Regions from separate parts of the Arachis hypogaea genome. Here region 1 is linked to region 2. Evidence: chromatin contacts called from public Hi-C data. All regions are on one chromosome and are shown on one strand. Each heading gives the region's core, a stretch centred on a gene start, on an enhancer-like site or on the middle of the called end of the contact. The rest is flanking DNA. Distances are from core to core; before and after follow the strand shown.

Region 1 (6,240 bases), core at 1,701-4,200, 140 kb after region 2:
CAGCTAATTAGCCTCCAGCATGCATGTTGAGTGTTTAAACTTTAAACATACCAATATCCTTATATCCATTTGAAAAATGACTAGTAGTGGACAAGGCAGATAAAATCGACATTTTACATAAAATTGGAAGAATAAATTAAACACATAAAACATAAAATTGTAACAAAATTTAAGCAGTAAAATTGTTCGATCAATAAAAATTTTTTAGAATTAATTTATTTATTCATAATCGTAATTGTTAGAGAATCATTAGCATCAATTAGGATCAATTAGTATCGTCTATATTTATGTAGTATATCTGTATACTAATTATAGGATTCTATGCCTTTATTACTCTGATTCATTTAGCAGCTATAAATACCTCTTGTATATTGTACTTTCTATCACAACTCAATAATACACTTTTCATATTATTCTCTCAGTCTCTTGTTTCTAACATGGTATCAACAAGCAATGCAAGAAGAATTACAGGCACTTGAAAAAGCACACACTTGGGATCTGGTTGATCCTCCTTCTGATAAGGAAGTTGTGGGCAGTAGATGGGTATACAAGATCAAGACTCGCTCTGATGGCTCTATTGACCGTTATAAGGCCCGCTTGGTTGCTCAAGGTTGTACGCAAGAGTATGGTATTGATTATGAAGAGACTTTTGTCCCTGTCGCTCGCCTTACGTCTGTTCGAGCTCTTCTTGCCATTGCCGCAGTTAAAAAATGGTCTCTCAGTCAGATGGATGTGAAGAATGCATTTCTTAATGGGGATTTGAAAAAGACAGTCTATATGAAACCACCTCCGGGATATCCTTGTCCTTCTGATAAGGTTTGTCTCCTTCGCAAGGCACTTTATGGACTTAAGCAAGCTCCTCGTGAATGGTTTGACAAGTTCAGCACTACCATACGCAGTCTTGGTTTTACTTCTAGCCCTCATGAGAATGCGCTCTTCATTCGTAAAAGCGAACGTGGAGTTGTTCTTCTACTTTTGTATGTTGATGACATGATAATCACTGGGGATGATGTTGATGGTATCTCTGCTCTCAAGGCCTCACTTCACCGTACCTTTGAGATGAAAGATCTTGGTTCTCTCAGGTATTTTCTTGGTCTTGAGGTCATCTCCACCGATGATGGCATCTATCTCTCTCAGGCTAAGTATGCTTCAGATCTTCTTGCTCGCGCTGGGATTACAGATAGTCGCACTGAGTCTACTCCTCTTGAGCCTAATGTTCGATTTACCCCTATGGATGGCACTGTTTTGGATAATCCGACACTTTATCGCCAGTTAGTTGGAGGTCTTGTCTACTTGACTGTCACCCGACCAGACATTGCCTATCCGGTTCATGTCCTCAGCCAGTTCTTGTCAGCTCCTCGTACTACTCACTATGCGGCAGTTCTTCGCATTCTTCGGTATGTCAAAGGCACTCTATTTCATGGCCTTCATTTTTCTGCCCATTCCTCTTTGACCCTTCAGGCATACTCTGATGCTGATTGGGCTGTGATCCCACTGATCGTCGTTCTACTACTGGTTACTGTTTGTTTCTTGGCGACGCTCTCATCTCTTGGCGTGCTAAGAAGCAAACATTCACTGCTCGCTCAAGCACAGAAGCTGAGTACCGTGCCCTCGCTGACACCACTGCTAAGGTTATCTCGGTTCGTTGGCTTCTCGAAGATCTGGGTGCTCCTCAGTCGTCTCCTACTGATGTGTTTTGTGATAACCGCAGTGCTATTCAGATTGCCCATAATGATGTGTTTCATGAACGCACCAAACACATTGAGATTGATTGTCACTTTGTTCGACAACGTATCCTTATTGATACTGTTCGTCTCATTGCCGTTGGGACACTGGATCAGACTGCTGATATCTTCACGAAAGCTCATCACCCGACTCGCTTTCGGACTTTGTTATCCAAACTCAAGTTGGTATCCTTAGCTCCCACTTGAGTTTGAGGGGGAATGTTAGAGAATCATTAGCATCAATTAGGATCAATTAGTATCGTCTATATTTATGTAGTATATCTGTATATTAATTATAGGATTCTATGCCTTTATTACTCTGATTCATTTAGCAGCTATAAATACCTCTTGTATATTGTACTTTCTATCACAACTCAATAATACACTTTTCATATTATTCTCTCAGTCTCTTGTTTCTAACAGTAATATCAAAAAACTTTATTAGTTAAATTGAGATGGTAGAGTAGTTAACATACTTTAGATTTTTATATTCTAGAATTTAATTTTGTTTTTGAAATTTTTTCGCTCGCTTCAAAAATGACCAAATAAATATTGACTCTAATATATATTTTTATTTCTTAAATACTTATATGATTTAGTAAACATTTATTCAAAAGACATGTAATAAGATTAGTTTCTAAATTTTTGTTTTTAATAAATACAAAACAAATATATTAAAAATTTAATTTTTTTTGTATTTTTAATATTTTTTAATTTATAATCTTAATATTTATTTTGAAAGTACAAGTTAGCTAAACCAATACTTTACAATTTACAGTTTTAACTATAGTGTCTATTAAAATTAATCACTAAAATTAATAATTAATATAAAATATATATTAAAAATAAAAATAATTGATTTTAGTATGGAAGTTGCATTTTTGTAAGGATTTTAAATTATTATTATTATTATTATTATGATTTTGTCTTAAGGGGTTTTAGTTTGTTACGAGTGGAGATAAAACAGATTGATGATTGATCCATTTGTCACTCCTAGAAATTACGATTTACGATTCCCCAAAGTCTTTAATTTAATCAAATAAATCGTTTATTTATAATGAATCTTTATTCCGAATAAATTCGCCGCGTCATGTCCCATATATGATATATCATTCTCTCACGTTCTACTTGTGGTTAAATAAGGGGTCCCATTATCATGTTAAAATATTTGTCCCCCCCGCGTTAGAGTCTCTTTATATAAACGCATATATCCTAAACCCTTATTCATGCTCCTCCATCGTTCAAGAGTGTATTAATTAGTTCGTTCATTTCTCTCTACACTTTCTTGACTGTATCCACATTATTATAGACTAAGAGATTAATTATATTAATGGAGTTGTTTCCTTCTTCTCCAAAAAAATATGATGTTTTTGTGAGCTACAAAGGCGGGGACACCCAAATCAACTTCATTAATAACCTAAACTCAGCACTTACTCAAGCAGGCATTAAAATATACATTGATAGTTACCTCCGAACCGGAGATGCGATATGGCCGCCGCTTCGCGAAGCCATCCACAACTCCAGTGTAGCCTTTGTGATCTTCACAAAGGGCTACGCGTCTTCCAAATGGTGTTTGGAAGAACTTGGGAAGATACTCGAATGCCGAAGAACCGAGGGAATGGGGGTTATACCTCTGTTTTACAATGTTGATCCTTGTGATGTACGGAATCAGAGTGGAACATACGGAGAAGCATTTGCAAAACATGAACGGTGCTTGTTGTTGGATGAAAAAGACAACATCATCAACAAAGAAGATGTTCAGAAGAAACTGTCTCAATGGAAAGGTGCACTCACTGAAGCTGCTAATATATCTGGATGGTACACTCGAAGCAATAAGTGAGTACTAGTTAATTCTTGTGTAACAATAAATTTTGGAAGTTTCATTTTCATGCACCTACCATGCATTACATTATTTGTCATTCTTGTGTAATTTAGATAATTCACATGAAAATAGTTTTTGTATGCAAACTCTTCTTACGCTATAACATTTTAGCTTTTAAATTATTGTTTTTTTGTCACGTTTTAAATATGTAACCTAAAATAGAAAACGGAATAATAAAAATTGGAAAAGTATAGGTAACCAATAAGATTTTTGAACAATGTGTAAACAATGTGAATTAATAGGGTTAAAAGAATAAATTTAATTAGTAGCATTAAATTAGGGTGTAGTGTATTTTTATTTGATTGGTGGTTGTTTATGTTGTTTAAAAATTTCATTGTTCAAAAATTGAGTTTTTATTTTATACAATGTTATTCATTATAATTCTTCAATTTGTATAACTGTTTAAATATTGGATATGGAAGATTAATTAATTTGTAACAAAAATTTTTATTCTAATTAAAAAAATTAATTCTATTTGTTTTTCATTTCTTGATGTGAAAGGATATTAAAGGTTATGTTCCTTAGTCGTTATTATATATAAAATTAACAAACATATTTTATTAAAGCCCTTGCTTTTGCGCAAACTAATCAAAGGATATATGATAACTTTAAATTGAGTAATTCTAGTATGTCTAAATATCTTTGAAAAAGTTTATTCATTATTTATGCTTAGATCTTACTACTAAAATTTTGGCACAGATCTGAATAATTAATATTTGAGAAATGACGTACATTCGCCAAACACTATGCGATGAAGCAACTTCAAAAGTTCACTTACGAAGGAAAAAAAAAATCTGTGGTTTTTAATTTTTTTTATATATAGTTGTTCAACTGTTATTTCTCTTTATCAATATTATTTCTCCTTATCAATATTTTGCATATTTGTTGTCATTAATAAAAGAAAAAAATAATAGAGAAGGAACAGAGAATAAACTTACTTTTTCAGAACAGAACTTCAATGATATACAATATTTAAAAGGCGGCGAAGACTCACATGCAGTTAGTAATTATTATATGATTTAATAGATTTGACTAGATTATTATCTAATAATTTTCGACTATCAACTTTACATGAAAACAGCTGGATGAGAATTTTTTCACCCATTTAAAAATCGTAAAATAACACATAGAGTGCTGAGATATTATATTGTTTAGGCACTATACCTTTAGTTCCTTATAATTTCTTCAGTCTCATATATATAATTTGTTAAAAATGAAAAAATAGACAAAAATAAATTATTCGTATATTTTTAATAATTTCTATTTTATTAAATATTATTTTATAATTATTACATTTTTTACAAATAATTATTATTATTATATTTTCATTAGTTTTATTATTTATTTATAATTTAAATTTAATGAAGATATGTAAAACAAAAATAGTTAAGCATTCTTATACATTAAAATCTAATTAAGTCTGAAGACGCCACTTCTGTTATGGATTAGTTTATCTATTATTTTGATATATAAGGAAGTTAATATATAAACAAAAATTTATATTAATTACATTTGGTAATAGATAAACATAAAAAATCGTTTTTTAATGACTTCTATATATGTGTAGTGTCTAGAATCCAAATTTACTATTTAGTTTTAATTGATTATCTATATTTTAATTTTTTTTAAAAAAAAGAGTAATACTGTAATAGTAGTTTCGTGGCTAGAGTAATGTATAATTACTAATTAAGTATTGGTTTCTCCGCCAAAAGAAATTAAGTATTGGTTTATTTAATCTTTTCAGTGGAAATTAAAGTTAATTTAATCCTCCGTTTAATCTTGCTTTTTCACTAGGAACCAATCTCAAGTCATTGAGAAAATGGTCGGAGATGTATTGGAAATGCTGGAGTTAAGGTTCCCTAAGGAACTAAAATCCAAAGACCTTGTTCGATTTGACAAAATCCTCAAAGAGATGCAATTGTTGCTGTCAAAAAACAGAGGTAATTTGTTAGTTGGAAATGTTCAAGTAATCGGAATTTGCGGTATGAGCGGGATAGGTAAAACAACCATCGCAAAAATCCTTTTTTCCCAACACTTTCCCTTATATGACAGTGTTTGCTTCATAGAAAATGTGAAAGAAGCATCACAAAACATAGAATCTTTAAAAGAGAAGATGGTTTCTGAGCTTCTAAAGGATGAAAATCAAAACTCTAAAGAATCCACATTATTAATTGGAAAGAGGCTTAGTAACAAAAAGATTTTTGTTGTGCTTGATGATGTGGATAATTTAGAACAAGTAGAAGTATTGTGTGAAGAATTTAGATATGCAAGTCCAGAGAGTAAACTCATTATAACTACAAGAAATAAGGATTTGCTTAGGGGAATAATGGTTGATGAATATGATGTTTATGAGATTAAGACATGGAGCTTTGAAGAATCTCTAGAGCTTTTTTGCTCGAGTGCCTTCAAGAGCAAGCATCCGAAGAAAGGATACGAGGATATTGCGAAAAGGGCGGTTGATTATGCCGGTGGTGTTCCGTTGGCTTTGAAGGTTTTGGGTTCGAGTCTTGGTGATAGAAGCATTGAATTTTGGGAGAGGGAATTGGATAAGGTCGAGAACTATTCTTGTGACCGGATTCAAAAGGTGTTGCGAGTGAGCTATGAAGGACTACATGATATTGAGAAGAAAATATT
Region 2 (6,023 bases), core at 180-2,679:
GCTTACAAAATAAATAATGTATGTAAATGAAGGTTCCTTGACAAGGCTTGTGTGAAAACAAGTTCAACCAACAATCCATGGAAGCTATGCACTGTGACACAAGTAGAAGAAACAAAGCAAATGCTAAAGATGGTTCCAATTTTGATGGCAACGTTTGTTCCAAGCACAATGATGGCTCAGGTAAACACATTGTTTGTGAAGCAAGGAACCACCCTTGACAGACACATCGGAAGCTTCAAGATTCCCCCGGCGAGCTTAGGCGCATTCGTGACGATCTCCTTGCTCACCTGCATCGTCCTCTACGACCGTGTCTTCGTGCGGATCATAAGAAGGTTCACCAAGAACCCAAGAGGGATCAGGCTCCTTCAAAGAATGGGAATTGGCATTGTTTTACACATCTTGGTCATGACCGTTGCATCAATCACTGAGAATTATAGGCTTAAGGTTGCAAGAAATCATGGTGTTGTAGAAAGTGGTGCACAGGTTCCTTTAAGCATATTCATTTTGCTTCCACAGTTCATACTCATGGGAACCGCCGACGCCTTCTTGGAGGTTGCAAAAATCGAGTTCTTCTACGATCAGGCACCGGAAAACATGAAGAGCCTTGGGACTGCATATTCCTCTGTTACATTAGGAGTTGGGAATTTCATAAGCTCTTTCCTTTTATCAACCGTGGCACGGCTTACTCAGGAACATGGTCATAGAGGGTGGATATTGAACAACTTGAATGAGTCACATCTTGATTACTACTATGCATTTTTTGCATTGCTGAATTTCCTCAACTTTATTTTCTTCCTATTTGTTTCAAGGTTCTATGTGTACAGAGCAGAGGTTTCTGATTCCATACAAGTGCTTGCAAAGGAGTTGGAGGAGAAGAAAGTGACTGTGTCTAATAACTATGTGAATCCCAAAGACTAATAGAGTAGATAAAATTGGTATACAACTTTGCGAATTGGAAGCCAATTCAAAAGAAAATATGGTTAAATGTTATATAGTTCTTGAGGGTTTAGTGTGTGTGATGATTTCTCTCCTTATTCTGTAAAGTGTTTGAGAAATATGAAATATCTCAGGCTGATATAAAAGAAGAACAAGGACAAGATTCAGAGAAAAAGGGATGTGTAATGTGTTTGACACTTTTTTCAGTTTTAATCCCTTTTTCTTTCTTTTTTTAGAAATCGTAGGTTTTTTTAACCAATAACTTGTAAAATAAAATGTTGAAGAAAAGAATCTATAAGGTTAGATTTTGTCATTTTGAATTCTGTTACATTTGCTATGACATGAAAGCATTTTATTTTATCTTTTTGGGGTTAACAGAAAATCAACAATCTAGTCTTTCGGATCGAAGCTTTTTGGGTCAACAGCATTGTGGTTTGCGGCACTTGGGTTTGGTCAATGCATTGGGGAATTTAGGGGAGAGGCACTTCCAATAAATTTGTTGAAAGAAGCAGAACAGAGAATGAAAGGCGGTTTCGAATAAATTTGTTGAAAGAAGCAGAACAGATCATGGAAGGTGGCCCAATTAATCTCAGCCCAAGTCTAGAAATACACTATTTTCTAGCCCAAAAATGGAAAAAGAAACATTAGCATTTTGAAGGGTTCTGACAAAAAAAAAAAAAAAAAGAAGGGTTGTTCACTTCCACCAGAAGGCAAAGATATGACAACCTAAACAAGATTTTAGTGAGGGTCATGGAAGAAATGAACAGAAGGCTAATCTCCGAGGTCTCACAAGAGGAAATCAGGAAAGTAATTTTTAGTTTTCGGGATTTTAAAGCCCCTGGACCAATTCGGTTAAATGAGTTATTCTATCAAAAATATTGAGAGGTAATTAAAAAAGAAATATGTGCAGTCGTCAAAGGGCTTTTTTAAAAGCGGGCATTTGTCGAAATTCATTAGTAAAATTTAGGGGTGGTAAATGGGAAAGTTCGTCCTACTCCCATTTTGCTAAAAGCCTGCTATATGGCGGGCTGGCCCGTCCTGCCCCGCCTAGTGAGGCGATCTTGAATTTTTTCCTCGTCCCGCCTAACGGCGGGTTGACGAGTTAACGAGTCAAATCTGCCAAATCTTTTTTTTTATAAACCATTAAATATTAAAAATATATATAATTTTATAATATTTTAATAAATTTATAATTTCTAAAGATATTATAATTTTTAAATTCACAAATATTAAAGTCTTTATAATTATAAGGGTAAAGTATACTTTTTGTCCCTAAAGTTTGACAAAAATTTCAAAAATACCCTTAAGTTTTATTTTGTTTCAATTTTGTCCCAAAAGTTTTCAATTTGCATCAAATATACCCCCGACGGCTAAATTTTTAAAAAATTTAAGACCAATCTAACAATAATGCATGAAAATGATTTTGATTTGCTTGCGTTGAGGATTATTCTTATAAAATTGTTGTTGAATTGGTCTTAAATTTTTTGAAAAATTAGCCATTAAGGATATATTTGATGCAAATCGAAAACTTTTGGGACAAAATTGAAACAAAATAAAACTTAGGGGTATTTTTGAAATTTTTGTCAAACTTCAAGGACAAAAAGTATACTTTACCCTAATTATAAATATGTAATAGACTTAATCATAAACCAAATTTTTTGAAACAAAATAATAAAACTAACATTGTCCAAAGCAAAACAAACATTGTCTAAAACATATAATTAAACATCTTCAAGTTTATAATCAATCAAACATAAAACATAATCCAAAATATAGTTTAGATCATCTTCAATTATCATCTTCATCTTCTTGTAGATAAATAATATTATAGAAATTTGTAAAAAAAGGTCCTGACGGATTATGCGGTGCGGGTTAGACAGGCTTTTAAGTTTGGCGGTTTCAAATTTTTAACCCAATTCGCATTTTTTGGCAGGTTACGTGGGTTGGTCCGACGGATCTCGACCCGTTTGCCACCCTTAGTAAAACTACAATGGTCTTGATTCCTAAAATAAAGAATTTGGAAGGACTTAATCAATTAAAACCTTTTAGCTGTTATAATTTTATATACAAGATTAAATCAAGGGTCTTAGTGCTAAGACTGAAGGATCTAATGGAGGATATAGTTTCACCAATTCAAAGTGCATTTTGTAGGAGGAAGATTAATTTAAGATAATGTGGTAATCGTATAAAAAAGTATATCATAGCCTGAATAAGAAGGAAAGAAAATATGAGAACATGGCAATCATGCTAGACACGAATAAGATGTATGATAGATTAGGATGAAATTTCCTTGAGAACGTACTAAAGTGCTTTGGATTTAATGAAAAAGGGTGAGATTGGTGATGGAGTGTGTTAGAAGTGCCAATTACAAATTCAAAGTCAATGGCGAGTTGTCCATGAAGATCAAGCCGTAAAGAGGCTTAAGACAAGGGGATTCACTATCTCCCTATTTTTTTTTATTTTGGCAGCTAAAGTATTTTACTATTTTGATGCTGGAAGCACAAAACGAAGGCAGTATCTCCAGATTAAAGATAGCTCCAACAACTTTGATAATTATTCATCTTTTGTTTGCAGATGAATGTATTATTTTTGCAAAAGGCAAAGAGAAAGATATTTATAGATTATTTAAGTGCTGAATGAATACACAGAAGCATCTGGACAAAGAATAAATCTGAATAAGTCAGGTGTCACCTTTGAAAGCTAAGTGTCAATTTAAAAAAAGGCTAACATTAAAGAGATACTAGGCATGGCAACATAGAAAACAACTAGAAAGTATCTTGGACTTCCAGCTATTTAGGAAAAATCTCAAAGTAGAGCTCTAATATGGATTGAAGAGAGAATAATGAATAAATTGAAAAGATGGAAGGAGAAGCTATTAAACTAATCAAGTAAGAAAACCTTGATCAAAGCAGTAATATAAGCAGTACCATCATATGCTATGAACATCATAAAAATTTCAAAACAGTTCTACAAGAGAATATGCACAAAAGTAGCACGGTTCTGGTGGAAAACGTCAGAAAGGGACTAAGATATCCATCGAAAAAAGTGAGAATTCATTATAAAGATTAAGCTTGACGGGGGATTGGGATTTAAGGATCTGAGAATACATTACACTGTCCATCTTGCAAAACAAGCTTGGAAAGCCATCAAAAACCCAAATTCAATTTGGATTTAGATTCTTAAATCAATATACTTTTCGAAAGGCAATTTTTGGATAGAAAAAAAGGAAAAAGAATCATCATGGGTCTGGATAATCATTTTGCATAAGAGAGAGCTACTTAAAATTAGAGGCAAGTGAAGCACAAGGGATGGTTTAAAAGTGTGCATTTGGAAAGATAATTAGATCACTGAAAGAATACAGCTCTAAATGCAGAAAGTATGGATGCAACCAAGGTTAGCGAGTTGATTAAGGAGGGGGGAAGGATGAGACGAAAGAAAAATTATAGGCATGTTTTCCACGAGATCAGCAGAATAATTTTAAGAATCCTTATTTTTGTAGTAAATAAAGAAGATTGCTTCTATTGGCCATGGAGAAAAGATGGGAGTTACACAATCAAAATAGGATATTACGTGGCTAAAAAAGTAAGTTAGGAATTGAACTAAAGAAATCTACCCACAAGTGGAGATAGAAGAGATGTGTGGAAGAAAATATGGAAAGTGGATATCCCATAAAAAATAAAATGTTGTTATGGAGAGCAAATCAAAACATATTGCCGGTGAATAACAACCTATACAAAAGAAAAATACTACCAAGCATAGTTTGCCAAGTTTGTTCTAAAGAAGTGGAGGTTGTGGAGTACGCTTTACTTTTATGTGATTGGGTAATAGCTACATGGTTTGGGACTGAGTGTCAAGGTATTCTAACTAAAGAGACAACCACATCTATTAAAAGTTGGATTTCAAAAAGTATAAAAAAAAAATCAAAGTAGTAGGAGATGATGAGCCAGAGAAGAGAATTAGTAAGCTTGGATTTTGGATGTGGGAAGTATGGAATACTAAGAATGACAATCTCTTCAGCAGCAAGAAATCAATCCAATATGGACAATTAGGACAGCAAAAATCCTTCAAAACCTCTACTGGAGCTCAAAAGAAAAAAAAGTAGAAATAAAGAATTGAGAAACAAAGAGCAGAAGAAGCCTGGTGAAATGGAGACCTCCTCCTATTGACTGGCTGAAGGAAAATATCGATGCAACATTTAGGAAGGAAGATGGTTTTGGTACAATATCTATTGTAGTCAGAGATAACATAAAAATAATTGTTTTAGACTTTGAGGGAACATTCAAATAAATTCAAGCATTGCAGTAGAGGCAATGGCAATCAGACAAGTAATAATCATAGTAAATACTTTGCATATGGGCGAGACTCCAATAAAATTTGATAATTGGAAACTCATTCAAGCAATCAAATCTAAGTTCTCAATGGAGGATATTTTAGCTATCCTTCAAGACATCCAGATGCTAATGGAGCGAGATTGATTATGCAGGAGACAATTTTATTTTATCTCATAAATCGTGAAAAATAGAATCAGAACAAGAAAGAAGAAGATGACACAGCCATGTATCCTGGTTCAGCTGCCTTGTGTAATGCAACCTACATTCAGTCTCCACCACAATAATGGTGAAATTTTCACTATTTTTTCAAGTATTACATACACCAATTTCTAAGGATTTAACCTAATCCTATCAGCGACAAACCAGACTTCAATATAAGCTTGACTTGGCTAGGTTATTTCCTAAACTCTAAACACACTAAGTGCCGATCCAACTTAGTAAGGGATACATCAAATACAAGATACAAAACAGAAATACAATCAAAAGAGATAAGACATAAATCTTGGCTTTTCTCTCCAAGTAACTCTCTTTGCCTTTTCTCTCAATGGCTTTTTCTTAATGCCTCACTCATATGCTTTTTACCACTGAATAGAAATAAAGAAAGATACAACATACAAACTAAATATTTAATGATAAACTATGGAGGAGATGATGTTAACAACTCAAACTCTATAAGCTTAACCCAGATTCTAAACTCTCAAATGTAGCTATTCATCTTGGCGAAATGCTCCTTTTAGTGTAGGTGTAATGCTTCCA

What was found. A called contact is a pair of places that touch in the nucleus more often than the background predicts.
Region 1: a Hi-C map of an unstated tissue shows a contact between it and region 2, with 10 times the contacts expected there. The contact joins the promoter of LOC112777102 here to the enhancer-like site in region 2. A contact is called at or near these places in 2 of 8 Hi-C or Micro-C datasets (leaf and an unstated tissue).

Annotation. Positions count from the first base shown.
Region 1 is chr19:125,115,133-125,121,372 of arahy.Tifrunner.gnm2.J5K5, forward strand. LOC112777102 (disease resistance-like protein DSC1) reads left to right here and starts at 2,951. Exons shown (of 4, transcript XM_025821385.3): 1 at 2,951-3,560; 2 at 5,401-6,240. The coding sequence starts at 3,055.
Region 2 is chr19:124,977,847-124,983,869 of arahy.Tifrunner.gnm2.J5K5, forward strand. It overlaps LOC112775992 (protein NRT1/ PTR FAMILY 5.2), which reads left to right. Exons shown (of 4, transcript XM_025819935.3): 4 at 33-1,249. The coding sequence ends at 918. Among protein-coding and RNA genes, the nearest start is that of LOC112775992, 11 kb to the left of the region's middle. Within about 2 kb of position 1,430, at least 2 of the 3 cell types and tissues checked have open chromatin away from gene starts, as enhancers often do.